2 separate regions of the Gossypium arboreum genome follow, and region 2 is linked to region 1. The links are chromatin contacts, called in public Hi-C maps. All regions are on one chromosome and are shown on one strand. Each heading gives the region's core, a stretch centred on a gene start, on an enhancer-like site or on the middle of the called end of the contact. The rest is flanking DNA. Distances are from core to core; before and after follow the strand shown.

The links. A called contact is a pair of places that touch in the nucleus more often than the background predicts.
Region 2: a contact with region 1 is called in a Hi-C map of leaf, with 5 times the contacts expected there. The contact joins the enhancer-like site here to the promoter of LOC108466514 in region 1. A contact is called at or near these places in 3 of 5 Hi-C or Micro-C datasets (all in leaf).

Annotation. Positions count from the first base shown.
Region 1 is chr10:102,064,841-102,068,947 of ASM2569848v2, forward strand. LOC108466514 (divinyl chlorophyllide a 8-vinyl-reductase, chloroplastic) reads left to right here and starts at 2,581. Exons shown (of 1, transcript XM_017766883.2): 1 at 2,581-4,107. The coding sequence starts at 2,789. The coding sequence ends at 4,024. It overlaps LOC108470178, which reads right to left and starts at 2,316. Exons shown (of 4, transcript XM_017771443.2): 1 at 2,119-2,316; 2 at 1,888-2,025; 3 at 1,419-1,667; 4 at 420-1,193. The coding sequence starts at 2,190. The coding sequence ends at 936.
Region 2 is chr10:102,221,796-102,225,592 of ASM2569848v2, forward strand. No RefSeq gene overlaps it. Among protein-coding and RNA genes, the nearest start is that of LOC128283287, 9.8 kb to the left of the region's middle. Within about 2 kb of position 2,531, at least 1 of the 2 cell types and tissues checked has an H3K27ac peak or open chromatin away from gene starts, as enhancers often do. A contact at or near this core is called in leaf, where this site is marked.

The DNA of each region.
Region 1 (4,107 bases), core at 1,331-3,830:
TTTTAGTCATAGCCGTAGCTCTCATGGCAGTCTGCCTGCAGCAACCGCGACCTACCGGTTATACTGTGTACCGTTACCGTTGAAAAGCTTCGGTTCGAGCTCCATTGTCTCTTTTTACTGTGCCCCATTGCAGGTAAGGTCTTGGAGGCAGCATTTGTATGAACTTGAAGCTCTTTTTGCCTATTGTATTTCATAAAAACATGCTGTTGGGTTGAATTTTTTTGTATTTTCTTCAGATTTTAGGTGTTCTTTTTTAACAATCTGAATTGTGGTTTGAAATCTGATAAATTGTTGTTTCATGTTCTTGTCTCTATCAATCAAACACGAGTCCGAGTAACCTAAGCTTATAATATTGAATTCCAAGAGTGTGGAGGCTAGTAAAAGATCAAATAATTGCAAATAAAATTGATAAAAGAAAGTTATATATTAGTCTGCAATAGATCTATATAAATATTAACTTACATAAACATTGTACATCTGCAGATCATTTATTCATAGTTTTCCCTGTAAAAATACCATGAAGTTCCTATACCAAGTGTCAGATTACATTTTGACCCCTCTACACAAAAAATAAATAAATTAGTCCTTGTACACTATATCAAATAGCAAATTGGTCATTTTTATTAAAATTTTCATTCATTTCTACCGTTAAAAATTGGTATCACTAAAAAATAATCAAAGGGTGACATGCCACTTGTACCTTATACAGTCGTACAAAGACCAATTTTTAACGATAAAATCGATTGAATTTTTAACAGAATCATCAATTTACTTTTTAATCTAACATACAATGATTAATTTATCCATTTTTTGAGTAAAAGGGACAAACTATAATCTGAAAGGGACAAACTATAATCTGACTCTTAGTACAAAGACCTCTATGATTCTTTTACCTTATTCTCCCCATTGTTTAAACTGGTGCTTGCGAGCTTTGATTAGGCCCAGGGATTGCTTCTGGAACTAACAATGGATATCTGAACTTGTAAAACCTCATGAATGGCTCCTCGTTGAAGCACCCCCAGCCCGTCTAAATCGTCTTTTGACGATGCAAGATCTTCTAGAGAGAGACATCGAAAATGGAATTCATCCCGCATACGGAATCCATAGAACCATCTGCCGAGCTTCCACCATTTGATACAAATTTGGCGGTTTTTAATGTTGCTACTCTTGAGCGCTTCCATGACATCCGAAGCCTGCTCGGTATCATTCATAATTTTTTTAGTTCTAACATGTGTAGCATTAACATATCTAGAAATACAGATTCAAAATCTATAGAGAAACCATTATCTAAAAGCAGCCACGCTGGTTTAGCTTTCAGCCGCGCTTGTGACCATCTAAGAACACTAATTCCACGATGTAAACAAAACAAGCATACAAGAAAAAAATGCATGAAAAATACATAAAGCATGAAAAGTTACCGGCACTTTAAGGATGTTAAGGCAGTAATGAAGTCCAACCAGGTTAAGCAAAACATTCAGCTTTGGTTTGAGCAGCAACATTTGAACATCTTTAAACCCGAACCCCATCAATTTCAGGCATTCAATCGCTTTCAGATAGTCGTTGACCTGGATTGATTCGGATTGCAAACAATTTTCTACAAATTTAATAACCGAATCAGCTTGATCCTTCATCTCCTTGTGCTGCTTTATGTAAAATCCCCTCCAACCCTAGCATCATTTTTAATTTTTTTTTCTCAACAATTTTCATATCAATACAAACAATTGAATTTGCCTAACATATTTAATTACATGTATTTACTTCAACACTAATAGTTTCAACTTGAATGATAAACCGCAAAAGAACTCGAAACACCCATTGCAATTAAGCCAAAACCAACAATTCCAAAGCTAAATTACCATAAATAAAACTTAAAAAAAAAAAAAACACCTTGAAGTCGGGGTCTTTCAAGACATCTTCATATAAAAGAGGCCATCTTTGTTTAAATAAGGGTTCCCATAAACAATCGGAGCCCCATAAATCCCTCCACACCCGAGAACAACAACTCAAGCAGGAAAGATCAGTCACCTAAAAACCAGACGACCCGGAAACCATGTTTAGATTCCACCGATACCCAGAAAGAAGAAAAGAAAGGATGGAAATGAAGAGGAAGCAAATTACCGCAAGGGAAGAAGCAATTTTGAGAGCTACATCGTTTGGGATTGAACTGTATGTATAATCAGATTCATTCATGGTTTCTTTGTTATCGGCTAAAACTGAAAAATAAAAATTAATGATTGATAAAATAATTTTATTTTTGGTATGGGAATTTGTTTTCTTCTTCAAGTGAATATTGAAGTTAAGAATCAGATAGTTATACCTATTATTGACTCCTGTAATAACAATATGAATGAAACAGCGTCGTTTCAGCTTTCAACTACAAGATTTGTCCCTGGGCTCAAATGGTCTTTTTGGGCCTAATATTTATAACACTACATATACATATATAAAAAGGCCTTTTCATTTCTTGGCCACAGACAGCCCATTGGGCCCAGGGACTAAGAAAGAAAGTTTGAAAAGTTAAGGGGATGAAATTAATATTTATCACTATCTATGGAGAAAACGAGCAATTCTATATAATTCTTTTATCAGCTGGGGCTATCATCAATGTTATCCACCACCAATCTTCATTAGATTTTTCTTTTAGCTGGAGGAACTTTACTGGCCATGGAAACCTCCAATCTTGTTCATCATTCACCTCAAATGTTCCCACATTTTCTTTCCCTTTCTCTCTTTAATTTTGAGTGACAAAGACCAGTTTCCCCAGATTTCTCTTCTTAGGTAAAAGAAAATGTCACTTTGTTTATCTTTCAATGCCTTCACTGTTCACTCACCAAAGTCCCAAACTCACAAAACACGTTTCAGTTCTCAGTTCATCAATCAAATCCAGGTAAAACCAGCTAGTTTTACTTCAAAATCAATACCCTTTAATGTAGAAAGGTTTAAACTTGTTAAAGCTTTAGCAACAAAGCCTGTTGAAACAGCTGTATCAGCTTCATTTAGAAACAAGAACCCAAAAGACATCAATGTTTTGGTGGTGGGTTCTACTGGTTATATTGGGAAATTTGTGGTGAAAGAGTTGGTCAATAGAGGGTTTAATGTTATAGCCATTGCTAGGGAAAGAAGTGGGATTAGAGGCAAAAACAGCAAGGAAGATACTTTGAGTGATTTAAATGGAGCTAATGTATGTTTCTCTGATGTCACCAATTTCGACATTTTGGAGAATTCTGTGAAAAATTTAGGGTTTCCCATTGATGTTGTTGTCTCTTGTCTTGCTAGCCGTACTGGTGGTGTTAAGGATTCATGGAAAATTGATTACGAAGCTACAAAGAACAGCCTTGTCGCTGGTAAGAAATTTGGGGCTTCACATTTTGTGTTGCTATCTGCCATTTGTGTCCAAAAACCCCTCCTCGAATTCCAGCGAGCTAAGCTGAAATTTGAGGCCGAATTGATGAAAGAAGCCGAAGGAGATGACGGGTTTACTTACAGTATTGTTAGGCCAACTGCATTCTTTAAGAGTTTAGGGGGTCAAGTTGACTTAGTGAAAGATGGAAAGCCTTATGTGATGTTTGGTGATGGCAAATTATGTGCTTGTAAGCCAATTAGTGAACAAGATTTGGCTTCCTTCATTTCAGATTGTGTTTTGAAAGAGGATAAGATTAATCAGATTTTGCCGATAGGCGGTCCGGGGAAGGCATTGACACCACTGGAGCAAGGGGAGATGTTGTTTAAGCTTGTAGGGAAGGAACCAAAGTTCTTGAAAGTGCCTATTGGGATCATGGACTTTGCCATTGGGATTCTCGACTTCCTTGTTAAGATCTTCCCTTCAATGGAAGATGCCGCCGAGTTCGGTAAAATCGGGAGATATTACGCTGCCGAAAGTATGTTGATTTTGGATCCCGAAACCGGAGAATACAGTGCCGAGAAAACACCGAGCTATGGAACCAATACGTTGGAAGAGTTCTTCGCGAGAGTGCTGAGGGAAGGGATGGCTGGTCAGGAATTAGGTGAACAATCCATCTTTTGAAAGCTGATTGCTTCATTGAATGAACCAGTTTTGTATTAGAACATGACTTGAGGTATAAGCAGCTTTCCCTAACCTTAAAAAAC
Region 2 (3,797 bases), core at 1,281-3,780, 160 kb after region 1:
GGAATTAAAATAATTAAAATACATCAATACAACACAATTCAATTTCACATTGAATATTTAAATTTTTACTCAATATTTGCTTAAATTCCAATTTAATCCCTAAACCGAGTCTAATTTTTATTCTTCACAATTAACTTTATGTTTTCATGCTCATTTCACTTTAAACTAAATTTAACTCTCTATTTTCAGTTATATCCCTAAATTTCAAAATTTTCACAATTTAGTCCCTATTATTCAAAATTTAAAATTTGTTATACAATTTAATCATTTTCCATTTCTAACTTAAAATCTATCAATTAAATCACTAATACTAAAACTATTCGACAATAACAATATCTAAAATCTTAATCAATATTAAAATTTTGACATGGGTCAAGTAGTTCTAAACACTAGGATTCCAAAAATATAAAAATTACAAGGAAATAGACTGAATTGACTAACCAATTTTGAATTTTAGCCTAAAAGTCCTTGGGGCAACTACTTCTCCCTTTTCTATCTTTCTTTTTCTTTTCTTTAATTTGCATCGAATGTTTCATATTATTCCATATATTTTATTTTACTACTTTCTTATATCATTATTATTATATTATAAAACATATACACATACATTAAATATTTAACTTATTAAATATTATAACATGTATATAATATATATATTCCTAATGCCGTCCACCACAAGGCAAATGCAGATTTACCATTTTAGTCCCTCTATTAATTTTAATCTATAATTATACTTCTAATACTTATACAATTTAATCTCTACACTTAAACAACTTATAATTCATGCAAATTCACTTAACCAAAATCAAATTAACTATACAACTAACTTCGTAAATATTTGTAATAAATATTTACGAGTTTCATTTATGGGAACGGAGTCCCGAGAATACACTTTTCGACACCCCTAACTATAAGGTCGCTACATCGGAAGCTTTAAGCCGTATGATTGAAGGCAAGTCAATGGCCATGGTAAGATTCAGTGGAGGTCCGCGAGATAAAGTCATGTACGTGAATCTTTATATATCTGTTTGCATCTATGTCTTCACAAGCTTCATAAGTCGCCAAGAATAAGATCGTTTACTTGTAATATATTACTATGTGCGAATCTAAAGGTATGAGATATCTACTTATGCGAGTCCATATATGAAATATATGACAGTTTGTCAGGATAGTCTTGCATGTATGATTCCGCCAATAGAGGATTCACTCTTAAGAATCCGCCTACATGTGATATGTTTTTAAGGGTGGACCACTATGAATGGGTTATATGTTATTGTGAGATAGAGGCAAGATACGACGGTCCGCTAGGTTTGTCTATTGGATTGAGAAGAATAGATCTTCTTTATTAGTCCGTAACGGGGATCTTCTTTATGAAACTGTCAATATGTTTTGCATACTTGAGTCTGAAGCAAGAATCCTCATTGATTGTACTACGAATCTGAGTTTGTTAGGATAAGCTATTAATAGCAGTCTGCAACAACAATTGTTCGTCAAGATTTATCTTAATTGGTTATCGGGATTTATTGGTACAAGATGAGCTATGGGAGTTATCTATGAGTTTTCTTTCATAAGTTCTAAAGTAAGAATCCGGAAGGATTTCTTTTTAAGGAAGTAGATGCATGTGGGTCACAAAGACAACTAGTAAAGATAGAATTCACAAGGATAATCCGCCAAGAGGTCAAACGTTTATCTGCATTTTGATACTACAATTATTAAATCACATTAGTGAAAGCTTTTATGTGTGCAAGGCTTTGTATAGTCGAATATGAAATCTTTTGTTTTCAAGTCGTTAGTAGTTGACCAAATACAGACGAGTAAGATGAACTATTCTCTTTAATTCTACGAGAAAAAGGAAACCCCAGTTTAGCGATGACCTTGTCTACTTTTTCTTCTCTCAGCCTTGTCTTCACCAACGTCATAATTCACTGTTTATTCTCACGAATATATTCCTTCACAATACGATCAAACCTCGGATGACCAGCACCCTGACAATTCCAAAAAACGATATTACTGTCCATAAAAAAATCACTACTGCTCCTTCCTTAATCATGGATCTCCACCATGGACTTGGTTTCACTGGAAACTTCATCATCTATCAGCACCCATAGCATCATCCAAGCTATCTTCTTGTTGTTCCAGCCTATTAAGGATACCCTCGATAGCTACACCCATTGGTAATGCGCAATTCCTGTAGTCTTTAATTCAAACTCTCCGACACAGGATGTCCTTCCTAACATCCTTCGACTATACTGATTTTTGATTGACCCATCTGGACGCTACACTGCCATCCAAGTCAGTAGCCATATCCCCATTAATCGCATCTGGCCTCAAAGCCTCTTGAATCGCCATTTTTGAATTTCCCTCTACTGAAATAACAACATGATTCTTGGGGTTTAATTTTGTTTGTATCAGTGTAGCAATGAAGCCTTCCAAGCTTGGAGCTTGACTTTTGGGCTTACTTGGCCCCACCTTATTCAGCATTATGTCCTATCTTGCTAAGCTCACTCCATTTTTATTATTGTATTCCATTGGTCCATACAAAGACGAATGGCCGGCATTCCTTGTGGACCCATTTGCAGCCCAACCATTAACACTCCCAACAACACTTTTCCCGTATCCCTTCTCGGTCCATTATTATTCGCTGCAACATCCTTATGTTTCAGATTTAACCCAGAGCTGGCCTTCCCCGATTCTCTCCTTTATTGCTGTGTGTCCCTAAATTAGTGGGATTTTCATCATCCAAATTTGTTAGTATATAGGTGTCAGCGTTCGGTCGAATCGAGTGAGAATATTTCGAGTTGATGAGTCCTATTTTATCATCCTAACTAGATTTGAAATTTTTTTGAATCAATTCAAGTGAGATGAAATTCAAATCGAGTCGAATTGAGTGGAATTATTCGAGTTAAATTAAAAAATTAACCATGTCAAATTAAAATGTATAACTAATTTCATATTAGAGCACATAAATTTGAAACTATATATATTTGAAAACTTTTTCAAAGCAAAATAGTTGAAAAAATATTTTAGTATGATAAACTTAAACCATTAATTAACTTTTAAGTCCCCAAAATTATTATTCTAAAAATAATAATTTTTAACTTTCTTTATATATTTTTAGAATTTTTAAAAATTTTATAATTTAAAAAATATGAATTTTGGGATTTTTATAAATATTTTGAATTTTAAAATTATTTTGAATTTTTGAAAATTATTTTGAATAATTTTGTAATTTTTGTTGAGAGAGACCAATTTGTTCATTTTCAAACTTGATAGGGACCAAAAGAATATTTATACCAATAAGTTATTCGAATTATTTGAAATGTAAAATTCAACTTAAATCGAACTCAAAACTCAAATTACTTATTCAGTTTACTTGAATAATTCGAACAACTTGATTCGATTAACTCGAAATTCTATTTTTTTTAATTTTTTAATCGAATTGAGTTTTACTCATCCCTATTGAAATGTCAAATTTTGAATTTTTAGAATTTATGGCGAGACTCCTGCTTACAAACTTTGCATTCCTCCTTGCCGGTTGTCTTCCACGTTTCTCCACCACCATCCATGAACCAAAATCCTCCTCCTCTACACGCTGTTATATTGTTGGTTATGGTTCATTCAACACCTCTTGTCTAGTAGTCGCCATTTTATCCGTTGCCGTGGCTATAAATCTCTCCCTTGTATGTCCATAGTGTCCACAATTGTAGCAAATGTATGGGAGAGTTCATACTCCACCCTTTGCATATGGTTTTCCACACTGATCTTCAATACCAAAGACTTAGTCAAATTGACACACA